Regions from separate parts of the Mus musculus genome. Here region 2 is linked to region 1. A link is a contact called in public HiChIP or PLAC-seq data. All regions are on one chromosome and are shown on one strand. Each heading gives the region's core, a stretch centred on a gene start, on an enhancer-like site or on the middle of the called end of the contact. The rest is flanking DNA. Distances are from core to core; before and after follow the strand shown.

Evidence for each region. HiChIP or PLAC-seq counts read pairs in DNA pulled down with a chosen protein or histone mark.
Region 2: an H3K27ac HiChIP or PLAC-seq map of large pre-B cells shows a contact between it and region 1, with 5 times the contacts expected there. The contact joins two enhancer-like sites. A contact is called at or near these places in 1 of 484 Hi-C or Micro-C datasets (nephron progenitors) and 1 of 115 datasets of contacts at active chromatin or transcription factors (large pre-B cells).

What each region holds. Positions count from the first base shown.
Region 1 is chr11:67,992,774-67,999,393 of GRCm38.p6, forward strand. All of the region lies in intron 4 of Stx8 (syntaxin 8), which reads left to right. Among named protein-coding and RNA genes, the nearest start is that of Stx8, 30 kb to the left of the region's middle. Within about 2 kb of position 2,643, at least 5 of the 459 cell types and tissues checked have an H3K27ac peak or open chromatin away from gene starts, as enhancers often do.
Region 2 is chr11:68,517,022-68,523,400 of GRCm38.p6, forward strand. Pik3r6 (phosphoinositide-3-kinase regulatory subunit 5) reads left to right here. Exons shown (of 20, transcript NM_001081566.2): 2 at 3,171-3,266. The coding sequence starts at 3,254. Among named protein-coding and RNA genes, the nearest start is that of Pik3r6, 17 kb to the left of the region's middle. Within about 2 kb of position 2,955, at least 40 of the 459 cell types and tissues checked have an H3K27ac peak or open chromatin away from gene starts, as enhancers often do.

The DNA of each region.
Region 1 (6,620 bases), core at 1,393-3,892:
ATGAAGGAGACCCCACATTAAACGCTGGCTAACTCAGCTGCCTGGTGCTGCCCTCCGTCCCTACGCTCTCCTCCTCTGCCTTGCTCAGAGTGGTCCCTTCCGTTCAGTCCGAAGCCTCTCATGGTTTCCAGATGGATGCAGCTGCTATTAGCTGCACTCCGGCCAGAGCATTAGGAGAGGCAGAAGATACTTAGCATGAGTAAAATATTCGGGTAGCTAGGAAATCTGAAAAGCATTTACCAGGATTCAGGGAAAGTCCTCCCGTTTTGACCCTCACGCCTACAAAGTAATTAATGTTTTTGCCCATATCCTTCTATGAGTCTCTGAAGATTATAGCAATAAACATGAGTATATTCTCTTATAGTCCACCATCTTTCATACATACTTTATATATGATTATATCTCAAGAGATTTTTCCCATTCAGATTTGTAGTTGATATTTTAGTATAAAGTTATTAGTATTAAATTAGTATTGAATTAGTATTAAATTAGATATTAGTATTTAGTATGTTTCATCATGTACACATACCATAATTAATTTAACTAATTAATAGTTATATTTTGTATCTTTGTCTTTCTATTATAAAAAAGTTCAATATTTTCTACCACAGAAGTTCAGTACTGGTCTGGGATATGCGAGACTGTCTCTCAGCAGATAATCTGAAATGTGGGCAATTTCTCGTGTGTCAGAATGTCTCTCTGAAGAAAATCTCAGAAGTGGAGGCTCGTTCTGAGGCCATACGCATTGGAAATTCTGGGTATTTGGAAACTCTCACCCACTAAGTCAGAACCAGTCAGACCTGTGTCAGCAGTTCCTGCACCTGTTTGCCTGTGCACTCAGCTTCCCCAAGGAGAGATTTGTCACGTGCTATCTTAGAAAAGTTGCATGCACCTACACCATGCATTTACAGTGACCTAAGTTCTAAAGAAACATGGCTCTCCACTCCCCAGATAGGCTTTCTCTGTGTAGCCCTGGCTGTCCTGGAACTCCACCTGTAGATCAGGCTGATCTCGAACTCAGAGATCTGCCTGTCTCTGCCTCCTAAGTGTTGGGATTGTGGCTTTTAATAGTCAAAAACAACTGAGCTGGCTAGATGACGGCTCAGTGGATAAAGTGCTTGCTACACAAGCCTGACAACTTGAGTTTGATCCTGGAACCCACAGAAAAGTGGAAAGAAGGTGTGAACTGACTCTACAGAGGGTTCTCTGATTACCCCATCCTATACACACAGCATTAGTAATAATAGTAATTTTAAGCAGTTGGAACTGTTAAGTATCTGATGGAGAACATGAACCCCACTCTTCTCCAATTTGGCCTTTGTAGTTTTGTGTCTGACTGCGGCTTTTCAAGGCTGAGGTGCTGACTTTGTCATGTGACACATTCCTGTGGGCCACCTGAGAGGCTCATCCCCAATGTGTTCTTTGTGTTCTTTCTGCTGGCGTGCCAGCTCTGCAGTCTATAGGCCAGCTCTGTTCCAATGTATGGTGGCTGGCCAGGAACTTGCTCTGTGTGTCAAGCTGGCCTCAAACTCATCGATTACCTCTTTCTGTCTCCCAAGTGTCGTGATGAAGGGCAAGCTTGTGCCTTCTTTCTTAGTCTCCTTGCTGTTTTATGTTCCCCTTTGTGCACACAGGCTTTTGATACCTGATGTCTGCTCTTAACACAATAGTCACTTTCTTTTTCTTTTTCTTTTCGAGACAGGATTTCTCTGTGTAACCTTGGCTGTCCTGGAACTTACTTTGTAAACCAGGCTGGCCTTGAACTCAGAAATCCACCTGCCTCTGCCTCCTAAGTGCTGGGATTAAAGGCGTGCACCACCATGCCCGGCTATCGCCACTTTCTTAATTCTGCTTTTAATAGATTTTCTGTTGATTCTTACATTTTCCAGTTATTTTTGCATGTTTGTGTATGCATGTGTGTATGTGTGCTAACATGTTCACAGTTGTGTGTGTGTGTGTGTGTGTAGGGGGGTGTAGGCCAGAGGTCAGTGTCAGATATCTTCATTTTCTAACTTACATCTGGAGGCAGGGTCTCTCACTAAACCCAGAGCTTGCCAATTTGTTTAGTCTGGTTACCCAACTTGTTCTGGAGACACCCCCCCCCCCCCCGGTCTCTCCCTCTGCCTCTGCCTCTGCCTCTGCCTCTTGCATGCTGGGAGTCCAAGTGAATCCCTTGTTGCCTGGTGTTAACATGGGTGCTGGGATCTGAACCTCAAGCTGCGTGACCAGTGCTTTTCCCACGGAGCCATCACCTCATTTCCCAGTTTTCACTTAAAGAAAATTTGTTATTTTATGTGTATGTGTATGCATGAATTTATGTGCCCCATGTGTGTACAGGAGCCCATGGAGGCCAGACACAGGCAGTTGTGAGATGCCTAATGTGGATGTTGGAAACTGAACTTGGGTCCTCTGCAAGAGCAGTTACGTGCCCTTAACCACTGAGCCATCTCTCCAGCCCAGGTTTTACTATTTTTAAGAGTAACGAACCCCCTCCTGGGAACTTCACAATTAGCTTTGGCTTAAAACTGAAATCGAGTAGCCTGTGTCACATGACCCAATAAGACCAGAAACCAAGATGTCTCTGAATTGCCATGATTGGCTTGGTTAGTCAAGCTAGATGTTGTTCTGAACTGAAAATGAAGACAGTCATGTTCTCCAGGGGGCAGAGCCTTGACCAGAGTTGATGTTCTGAAAATGGGAAGAGATGAGGGGTGCTGAAGGAGCAGACGGTGGGGGCTTCTCAGCTTTCTTCCCCGGCTCTCTTGGTGTGCAGCCCTTGTCAGGGTGATATTTCTTGAAGAGCCAGAGGCTCATCCCCAATTCTTTGACCAAAGGAAGGACTTTTATTTCCTGCTCTTTCTGTCCTAGAGAAGAGGTAGCTCACTGGCCTTTGGATTCTTTTATTTATGCTAAGCTCCATTTGCTAGATCATTGCTTTTACACAACCTCCCTCCCCCAATTTTGTCTTTATAAGAAGCTGGGATGTTTCCACTTCCCACTTCTTCCTCAGGAGTTGATGAGTAATTTGCACAATATAACCCAGTTCCATAACACACTCATATACACTTACATGTTTGAACACTAGCATATGTAACTCAAGCATACGCACATGCATAACACATGCAGATATGAGCACATATGCACAAGCACAGTCACATTAACACACACACATATGCACATTTACAATTATGTTCACACATACACATAATTTCTCGTGTTGTTTTCTTCTGCAGACATGATCTTGTGCATCCTATGTTAATTCCTGTTTAACTGTTTTGAGAGGTAGTAGCTTCCGACTTTGTCTTCAGAAGCTGGAGAACTGTGACCAGTGAATTCGGTGTGTGGACTCATACAGTATTGCAGTCATAGGAGGATTTGAAAAGGGGAGGGGCTTAAGCAGTCTGGCACACCCTTTGTATTGGAACATCTGTTTTGCTTTTGTTTCAGGACAAGGCATCATGTACGGTAGGCTGGCCTTGTATTCTCTCTGTAGCCAGTTAGAATGGCCTTGGAACTTCTGATCCTCCTGCCTCTGCCTTCCAAGAGCAGGGGTGGCAAGTGTGTGCAACCATGCCTGTTTTACACCCTGCTGGGGATTGAACCCAGGCTTTGTATGTCTCGACAAGCACTCGGCCACTTAAGCTATAACTGCCGCCCCTGGTACACCTGCTTTGTTGCTCTGTATTAACTAGTGGTCTGATGTTAGTCATGTGGTGAACATGGCGAACAGTTTTGTTATTTGGGGTTGGGCCTTGGGGATCATGTTTAGGGCCTCGCAAAAAGTTCACTGTGCCACTGAGCTACTGCCCCAGGGAGTGACCATGGTTTTTTGGGGAGGAAAGTTGCATATGTCTTATGACAGATTTTTTCTTAGGGCTCAGAGTTTCCCCCCCTGAACCCAAGGCCTCATGTATGCCAGGCAAGTACTTCACCACTGAGCCACATCTTTATTAACCGATTTGGTTGAGATTATTAAGCCAAAATTTTGACACTTTGGAATATTGCAGTGACTTACGGCAATTTAATAGAGTATTTGTTTTTGAAGAATATTTTAAAATAATATACTATTGCTTATATGTTTGCACCATTATAATTTTATGTTTACATAGGTTATAGATTAATGGTAAAATTTTAAAGTACTATGTTAAGCAACAAAATGTCCAGCTGTGGAAAGAACTATCAGTGACAACAAAGGTTCGCTCAGCTCCAACATGCACTTTCCCCGTTTCTTCCTGGTGGCAGCCGTCTTGGACAGTTGTCTGTGTGTCCTTCTGGAGAGATTCCGCCCGTGTGTGCCTGCACACATGCCTCCAGGCTCCTGTCTCTAACCTCTCTTTCTTCACACAGATGTGTGTTTTTCACTCTTCACTGTGTGTGTGATCCTTTTTTGTTAGGAGCATGCCTTGGAGAGTGTTAAGCAAAGTTTAAGCTTGCTCTTGAACATTCCGAAGCTGACTCTGAGCGTGGCCGAGCAGCTGTCTGAGGCGTCTGGGCTGTGTACGCACTTCTGAGGCCAGTTATTGCTTGGTGGGTTCTCTGTAGTTGTTACTCTGGATTGGCATTTTTCTCTAATGGTCGAGTTGACTTCTGAATGAAGGCCAGTTATAAGGAGACCTTATCTATGTGGATGCTCGATCAAGCAATGAAACCGAAGACCTTGAACTTTGAAGGACTATTAGTTATTGCAGCTCTAGGTCATCGATCAAGTCGTTGATGTATCTGTTATTTCCAGGGGGGATATAAGAAAGCATTCTGTTGGGAAGTGATTGGAAGCAGCAGCCTGGGCTTTCCAAAGGCTTTCCAGGTTAAGCAGCAGCAACAAAATGCACAATGGTAAAAAATGTGAAGTTGGCCTTTATTATATTGTTGAAAATAACTGAGCGGGGCATGTTGCTTAGTGTCAGGGTTCCTGCTGATTGCTCACTAGGTATTAACCCTTTATCTGCCCTGCAGCAATGTTTATTAACATAATGTGAAATTGGAGCTGGTGAGGTGGCTCAGAGATTGAGAGCACTGGCTGCTCTTTCAAAGAATCTGGGTTCAACTCTAAGCACCCACATGGCAGCTCACAACTGTTTGTAACTACAGTTCAAGAAGATATGATGTCCTCTTCTGACCTCTATAGGCACTAGGCTCACAGTTTACAGATATACATGTAGGCAACACACACACACACACACACACACACACACACACACACATGAAATATGTGGGCATAAACCTAATAAAAACTTCACACGGAATACCATGAAACATCATGTAGAGGAACCAAGGAAAACCCAGCGATTGGAACGCCCAGCGTGGTTAAGATGTCTGCTTCCTTTAGACGGGGTTGTAGATCCAGAACTAACCCACTTACAGTTCCCTTATGAATTTTGGCTTCTGTGTGGTCAGTTGATAATCTGGCTTCTACCACAGTTTCTATGACCGACAGTGTGAAGAGCCAAGCAGTACCAAGGCAGCATTGACAAGAAGACACAGCAGTGCAGCAGCTGGGCTAAGGCTGCATTGTGGTGTTGCACAAGGAGAGGCAAGTGAACCAGGAGACAGAATAGGGTGTTTAGGACCAGTCCCACACTCATGTCGTCACCCGACTGGTCACAGAGGTGGCATAACAGGTGTAGCATTAGATCAACTGATGTCCACACAGGGAAGAAAGGAGTCTCGAAGCCTCCGTTTCCACCGATCCAAAGGGACCTGTGGACCTAAACATGAAAGGTCACATGAACATTTAGTAGAAATCCCAAGGTCTTCACAATTGTGGTACAGGCAAAGATTTTTTAGGCCATCCAAGTCACTAAACACAAAGGAAATAAACACATGAAGAAATGGACTCCATCAAAATCTGTCTTCCAAAGACTACAAACAGTAAAGACAAACTAGAGTGGAGATCAGTATGTTCTGGGTATTCATCTGATATGGAAAATATTTCAACCATAAATAAAGAGCCTGAAGGCAGACGACATTAGAAAGACAACAGCAGAGGATTTAACCCTGGACTTCACAAAGGAGATGGTGTGTGATGATTGTATACAAAGGTGTTGGCTTTAGTCAGTTATCAGAAAAGTCAGACTGTAACCAGGATGCTACACCGCCATACCTACCAGAGCAGCTCGGCTACCTTGCCGGGCAAACCGGATGTTTCTGGGATTTGCTGGAATTCTCATATACTACTGGTGAGATTGCATAAGTACAGTCTCTTTAGAAGCTGCACACCCACTCAAATGGAACTGTTCCACAGACTCAGAAAGAATGTTTATAGCAGGGCTGTTCTTAAAAGTTCCCGTTGGAAAGAGCCCAGGGAACTCTGTAGACTAATAGTATATTCAGACATTGATATTACACAGCCAATACAGATGAACAGTCTACAGGTGCACAGCACACTGTGGATGGCTCGCACAAACATGCTGAGTGACATAAGCCAGACACTGGAGTTACACATGTATGCTGCCATTCCTATAGAGGTGAAATTTATAGTGTTATGAATCATGAAAGTAAGTGGTTCCTTTTGGAAGAGGAAGTGAACAGAATGGAACAGCCGGGCTTCTGGGCCAGAGAGACTGCTCATCGAGTAAGAGCGCTTGCCATGCAAGCCTGATGACCCAAGACTGATCCTCAGA
Region 2 (6,379 bases), core at 1,705-4,204, 520 kb after region 1:
GTTGTAAGGGATGTTTTAAAAGTGTTTTTATTACATTTATTTAAATGTTTCCATGTGCATTGTGCATGTATATGAAGGTCAGAGGACAACCAACAGGAATGAAATTTTTTCCACCATGTGGGGTTTGGGAACTAAATTCTGGTCATTGGTTTGGCCATAAGTACTTTTACCTACTTAGCCATTCTGTTCACCCTAAGAGTGTGTGTGTGTGTGTGTGTGTGTGTGTGTGTGTGTGTGTGTGTGTGTGTGAATTCATTTTGTTTGTTCTAAGGTTTTTAACCAGCAATGATTTATATGATATCAGTTATTTTAAGTAAGTAACACAATGTCTGCAGATAATCATTTACCTGCAGGGTTATTTCCTCCTTCCAATACGTATACTGTAGACTGGCTTTAGCTCGGGAGTTCCTTCGACAATGCAGCAATCTGGTATGTGTGGCTGTTTTCCTCCATATTACCCTGGCAAGGATTTCTAATGTCAAGTTGGCTAACAATGGTAGCAGCAGACAGACACCTCACTTCTGTCCTGTGCTATTGGATGCTCTTTATCATAGTAATAAAATCCCCCTGCTCCTAACCCCCCGTGAGCTTTTGTCGTCCATGATCACTGAGATAGTCAAATGCTATCAAGTGATAGGATTATGTGATTATTTTTAGTCTTCACCATAGTAGATTTACATTGATTGGTTTTCAAATATCGAGTTAGCATTTCATGCCTGGGATAAATTCATCAAGCCATTATGTATTACTGTCCATATATTGCTAATACTTGGTTGACTATTTTTCCATATATATGCATAAGAGATATTGTTTCTTTTCTTCCTGTCCTCTTCTTCCTTCTTCTCCTCCTCTTCCTTCTCCTCCTCCTCTTCCTCCTCCTTCTTCTTCTGGTACTATCCTTGTTTGGTTTTGGTTTATGAGAGACTTCTGAAATGGGCTGGAAAATGTTCCCCTGTACTCTGTTTTCTAAGTTCATGCATGATTTAGAGAGAGATGCTAGGCTAGGGGGGTGGCTCAGCAGCTACTTACTGTTCTTGCAAAGAACCCATGTCTGTTTCTCAGCACCATACTGGGTGGTTCACAACCACTGAAAACTCCAACTCCAAGGGATCTTTTCTGGACTCTATAGGCATTGAACTCAGGTGCACAAGCCTCCTTCCCTCTCTCCATATGTACACTACAAATAAACCTTTAGAAAACATTTTCAAAGAAATACATTTCTTTATATGTTTGAAGACTTTTCAAAAGTTATATTCATGTTTTTTATTTTCAGTTTACTATTATTAGGGTCTGTGAACTTATTTTGTATTGTATTATTATCTTAAGTGTGTTAAGGTTTATACAACCTGTTCGAGACCTATCCTGCTGGACATACTATGTACATTTTAAAATAATTTCCATACAGTGGTTATTGTCTATAAGATTCTATAGATGTTAATTAAATTCAGTTGATTGGTACTGTTATTTAATGTTATTTGGTGTCTCTATTATCTTTCTTGAAAAGATGCGTTTTAATTTTACCTTATTTTTAAGATTTCTTCATTTTATGTGTAGAGGTGTTTTTATTGTATGTTATACATATACATCACATGTATGCCTTGTGCTCATGTAACTGAGGTTACAGACATTATGAGTTGATATGTAGGTGCTGGAAATTGAACCCAGGTCCTCTGCAAGAGCAGTCAGTGTTCTTAACCACTGAGCCATCTCTCCGCTCCAATATCTCTACATTTCTGTTGATTTTTTTTTCTTGACTATCAGTTACTGAGAGAGACAAGCTGACATTTCCAACTATAATAGTAGATTTTTCAACTTATGCTTTAATTTTACTAGGTATTCTTTCATGAATTTTGAAGCCACACAGGTACACACACACACACACACACAACTATATGCATGTTCCTCATGAATTGAGTCTTTATCATTTTATAATGTCCCTCTTTATTCCCAGTAAATTTCTTCTTCTGATATGTACTTTGTTTTACATTCATATAGCCACCTAGACTCCTTAACTTTAATTTTCTTCGTATTTTCATGGTATATCTTTTTGTTTGTAACTAGCTTATTTAAACTATTGTTTAAACTTTATTGTAGACAGCATAGAATTAACTCTGCTTACCTTTATGTCATGCAAGTCAGGCTTGGTGGTGCACTCTACTAATCACTGCACTTGGTAAGCAGAGGCAGGAGGATTGCTGCAAGTTTGATGTCAGCCTAGAATACATAATTAACTTGGGGTCAGTCAGAGCTACTCAGTGAGATCCCATCTGAAAACAAATAAGCAACCCCAAACCTTTTCTTCAGGCTACCCATTCTGGCAACCTTCTCTTGGTGAATTTAGGCCATTTACATTTAATGTAGTTATTGTTGTATCTCGAGATCTGACATTTTTATTAATACTCCTGTAGTTTGTTCTTTTTTGTTGGTTGTTCCTCTGACAGACAGGAATGGTAGCAGATTCCTCTTCAGCTCTCAGGATCATGAACTCTGGGCTTGGAGAGATGCGCTTCCCTTTTTTTGACTCCTTGGCATCTTTAAGCCACCACGTCCAGCACCACTGCTCTAAGCATTGCATGAGTCCCTGGGGCTATAGCAGAAAATGAAAGCGTGAGAAGGAGTTCCCCATCTCCCAAGTTTAAAGAGGTCTTTTCTGCAGCTCAGACAACAAACAGGGGCTTTTTCTTTTTAAACTGAGGGTGAGGGGGGGATTGTGTGCATGTATGAGAGTGCAGACACCCATGGAGCAAGCCCATTGGATTCCCTGGAGCCTGACTTGTTACAGGTGGTTGTGAGTTGTCCACTATGGATGCCAGAACTGAACTCTGGTCCTGTGAGGAAGCAGTACAGACTTTTAACTCCCGAGTCATCTCTCAGGTGCCCCACCCTCACCCCACCCCCAACCTTTAACTCTTTTCTTAGACTGCTGGACTGGCGTCATGCCAGGCTGGTTATGGAAGAAGGGGGAAAGCAGAAGTCTCATTACTAGATCATTCTTCCTTGAGTTCTGTTTCCCTTCTGCCCTCTTCCTGATACTATGAACTGTTTAGAATGCTTAGGTAGCTGCCCCGTGTCTCCCGCTTGGAGTTTGCAGCTGCGGCTGGCAGGCAGGGATCCTGGATGTTACACCTGCATTTCCTATGCACACTAACAGGCTGCCTCTTATTTTACAGAAATCTCTGTGTAGAAACCACCATTCTACGTTCTGCTCTGCTGCTTGAGACGACCACATCCTCCCCCATACAGGACAGACTCCATGGAGAGCTCAGGTCAGTGTGTAGGGTTGGGGGAGGGCGTGTCCAGAAGGCCTGGCTGCTCAGTGAAGAAATATTTTGTACATCTATAAGTCAGTCAAGGAATGCTAGCTGATGTAACAAATGACCCCACATCTCAGAATAGCTCAGCAATGCTCACTTTACATGGAATCACAGTCCAGTCTAGGCTCTAAGCAGTCTTCTGGTATCTGAGGATACAATCTTGTGGCACCATCTTCCAGGGCTCAGTGGGAACGGTATGGGTACAAGGTGTGAAATTCTAGGGTCAGTCCTGCAAATGACAGGCTTCACTTCTATCACATTCCATTGGTCAGAATTTGTTGCGCTGCTCTTCTCTAACCACAAGGGAGTCTGGGAAATGTAGTCTTCCTGTCTACCTTGATTTGATGAACAGTTAGCATTGTGTTGAAATATTAATAATACCTAATTTTACCAGGTGGTGATGGTGTACACCTTTAATTCCAGCACTTGGGAGGCAGATCTCTGTGAGTTTGAGGCTAGCCTAGTCTACAGAGTGACTTCTAAGACAATAAAAGCTACACAGAGAAACTCTGTCTTGAAAAATCCAAAATAATAATAATAATAATAATAATAATAATAATAATATAAGGTATACTTGTAATATCCAGCATCACCAAGATCAAGAGTGTGTCCTTCCCCTGTGGAGCTGGGCTTGCAAGGCCTGGGCACTGGGGAGAGTCAGTGATGGGCCTTCTATTTGGCTGGGGCCTCCTGAAGTGGCCAACCATGTTGTATGGCCTAAAGGGAGATGAAGACTTCCTGTGCTCTGGGAAAAGTTGGTTCAGAAGGTTTCTATGTGGCATCCAAAGACACAGTGCTTGGTGCTCCGGTGCCTTTTCCCTGAGACTCTGTAACACTTTTTTCCTCCTGGTCTTAAGAAGTCTCACCTCCTTGAAAGGAGAATATTACCTTTCACTCCGTCTCCTTTTGGACAACCCAGGTCAGCTCAGTTAGATAACTGGGGTCTCCACGGTCAGACAAGGAATGGAAGCCAGTGAAGACAGGAAAGGTGGTGGGGAAAAAGCAGAGAAGCCATGCTGAATCCCGGGCCTGCTGTTTCCCGGCGCCTGCCCATCATCCCTATCAGAAAGACTCACAAAAGCGTCCATGGATTTGCAAGAGATGCCAGGCATATACATTTTTATACAAACTTCCTGATTCCTAAGTCAGTTTTCAGAAAATACAACACAAGCCTGAGCAGACCATGTCAACACAAGCCAGTAGAGGGCCAAAGCATGACTCTGTCCTAGCTTTCAAAAACAGCATTTGTTTGAGATTGTCTCCAGGACCGACTGGCAACTTCTCTTTTTCTCTGAAACATGGGGGATGGGCAGAGGCAGAGACAGATCAGAATTATCACTGGTTTAAATCTTTTCATGTAGTCAAAGGACAAAGGGGGAACAGAAGAAAGGGAAGAAAGGAGGGAGGGAGAGAGAAGGGAGGGGGATAAAAGAAGGACTAAAAGTTCAATGGAGAGAAGTCAGGAGAGGGCCATGGAAAGAAAGAACACAGCAGGGAAGGAGAAAGGAGAGAGGGGAAGGAAGAAAGGAAAAGCAAAAACCAAAGGGCATAGAGAAGGGAGGAGAGGGAGGGAAAGAAGGGGAGGGAGGAAAGGGGGAGGGAGAAAGACAACGAATTTACTAATGATTCACCTAGCATTACGTTCATTAAATAACTTCATTAAATCTTCATGTGAGGTAGAGATGGTAGATGAGAGGGCAGGTTGGAGCACTCGTCATGCCAGACTAAGTGAATCCCTGGCTAATTTGGAGAGATGGGGCCCTGCTCAGTAGAGTGTCTAGGTGGGTAGACATGGCTGTCACGTTCTGTGAACCTTCAGATTTGGGGAAGCTGGGAATCGGGCCTAGACAATTGCCTCTCAGGGATGAGTGAGAGTTGGGAGGAAAGTGGGGGCTTCAGAGATGGCAATGATCACACTCTGGAGAATGTGGGCGCCTCATAGCCACTTCGCGGGGCTGCCTGATAACCAGCAGAGTGCAGGATACCTCAGCCTTAATGGCTTACCTGGAGCTACCTACCATCCCTGATGTTTACAGATATAGCCTCTACACTTCTAAAGGAATTAGAGACAATGAAGGTGTGCACGTAGTAAAACACAAAGCAGAGGCAGCAAAGAGGAAGCAGGAAGTGAGGTCCCGGCCCCTTGACACAGGCTGATGTTTGGGACTGGACTCTAACTCAGCTGCGACTTGCTTGGCAGCCAAGTCATAAAGGGAAGCCCTGAGGTATGTCGTTTGTGTTGTCTGGTGACTCGAGAAGACAAATTACTTGTGTGTAGAAACACTCTTGGTTGTTGGTTACTGCAAGGGAAATCTGCCCTTGTGGGGAGCACTTCCCAGACTTCCCATCCTCGTCTAGATCCTCCAAGGAGTGGACGCTAGGATGTGTAAGGATTTGTTCAAGGAAACACCTGTGAGACAGACAGACGGCAGAGAGCAGGAAGGAGAGGTTGGCTTGCTGGGGACGGTGCGTGTCTTAGGTGGGGAGGAACCCAGAGAACAGTTCCACGCTGTAGTACTGCTGGTGGGATCTAGAGCCAAAATTAGTCCTCAGAGTAGGTCTTCCTGGGAGCCGCTGGGAAAAGCACTGGCGTGCTCTGTGCTGGTGCCGGCAAGCACAGAGCCTCACAGCGAGACCAGGGAGACGCATTCTCCAGGCTGCCTCACTTCACTAAGTCACTTACATATTCTTCATCTTCACTCCCCTGCCGCGTCAACACACCCTCATTAAGGAAAAAAGATTTACCCTGACACTTGTCAAAATGGCATGGAACGCTTTATTCATGACTGGCAGTGGAGAGAGAGAGCAGGTTCAACTCCGAGGACAGGAAGACACCTGGGATACCAGCCTAGGGGCAGAGTGAGGACTGAGGCAGGCCAAAGGTATCAAGGAGCATATAAGAGTGGGGATTCTCTCTGAGCTGACTTGCCAACCTTCTTGATGAAACTGGGATCTACAAGCTAGAGTCAGGACAGAGGCCACGGTGGAGCCTGTGACTGAGTGGGGCAAGGTCACTGACACCATCTGGGACAGTGTAAGTAAAGCAACGTTGCTGTCACTACCAG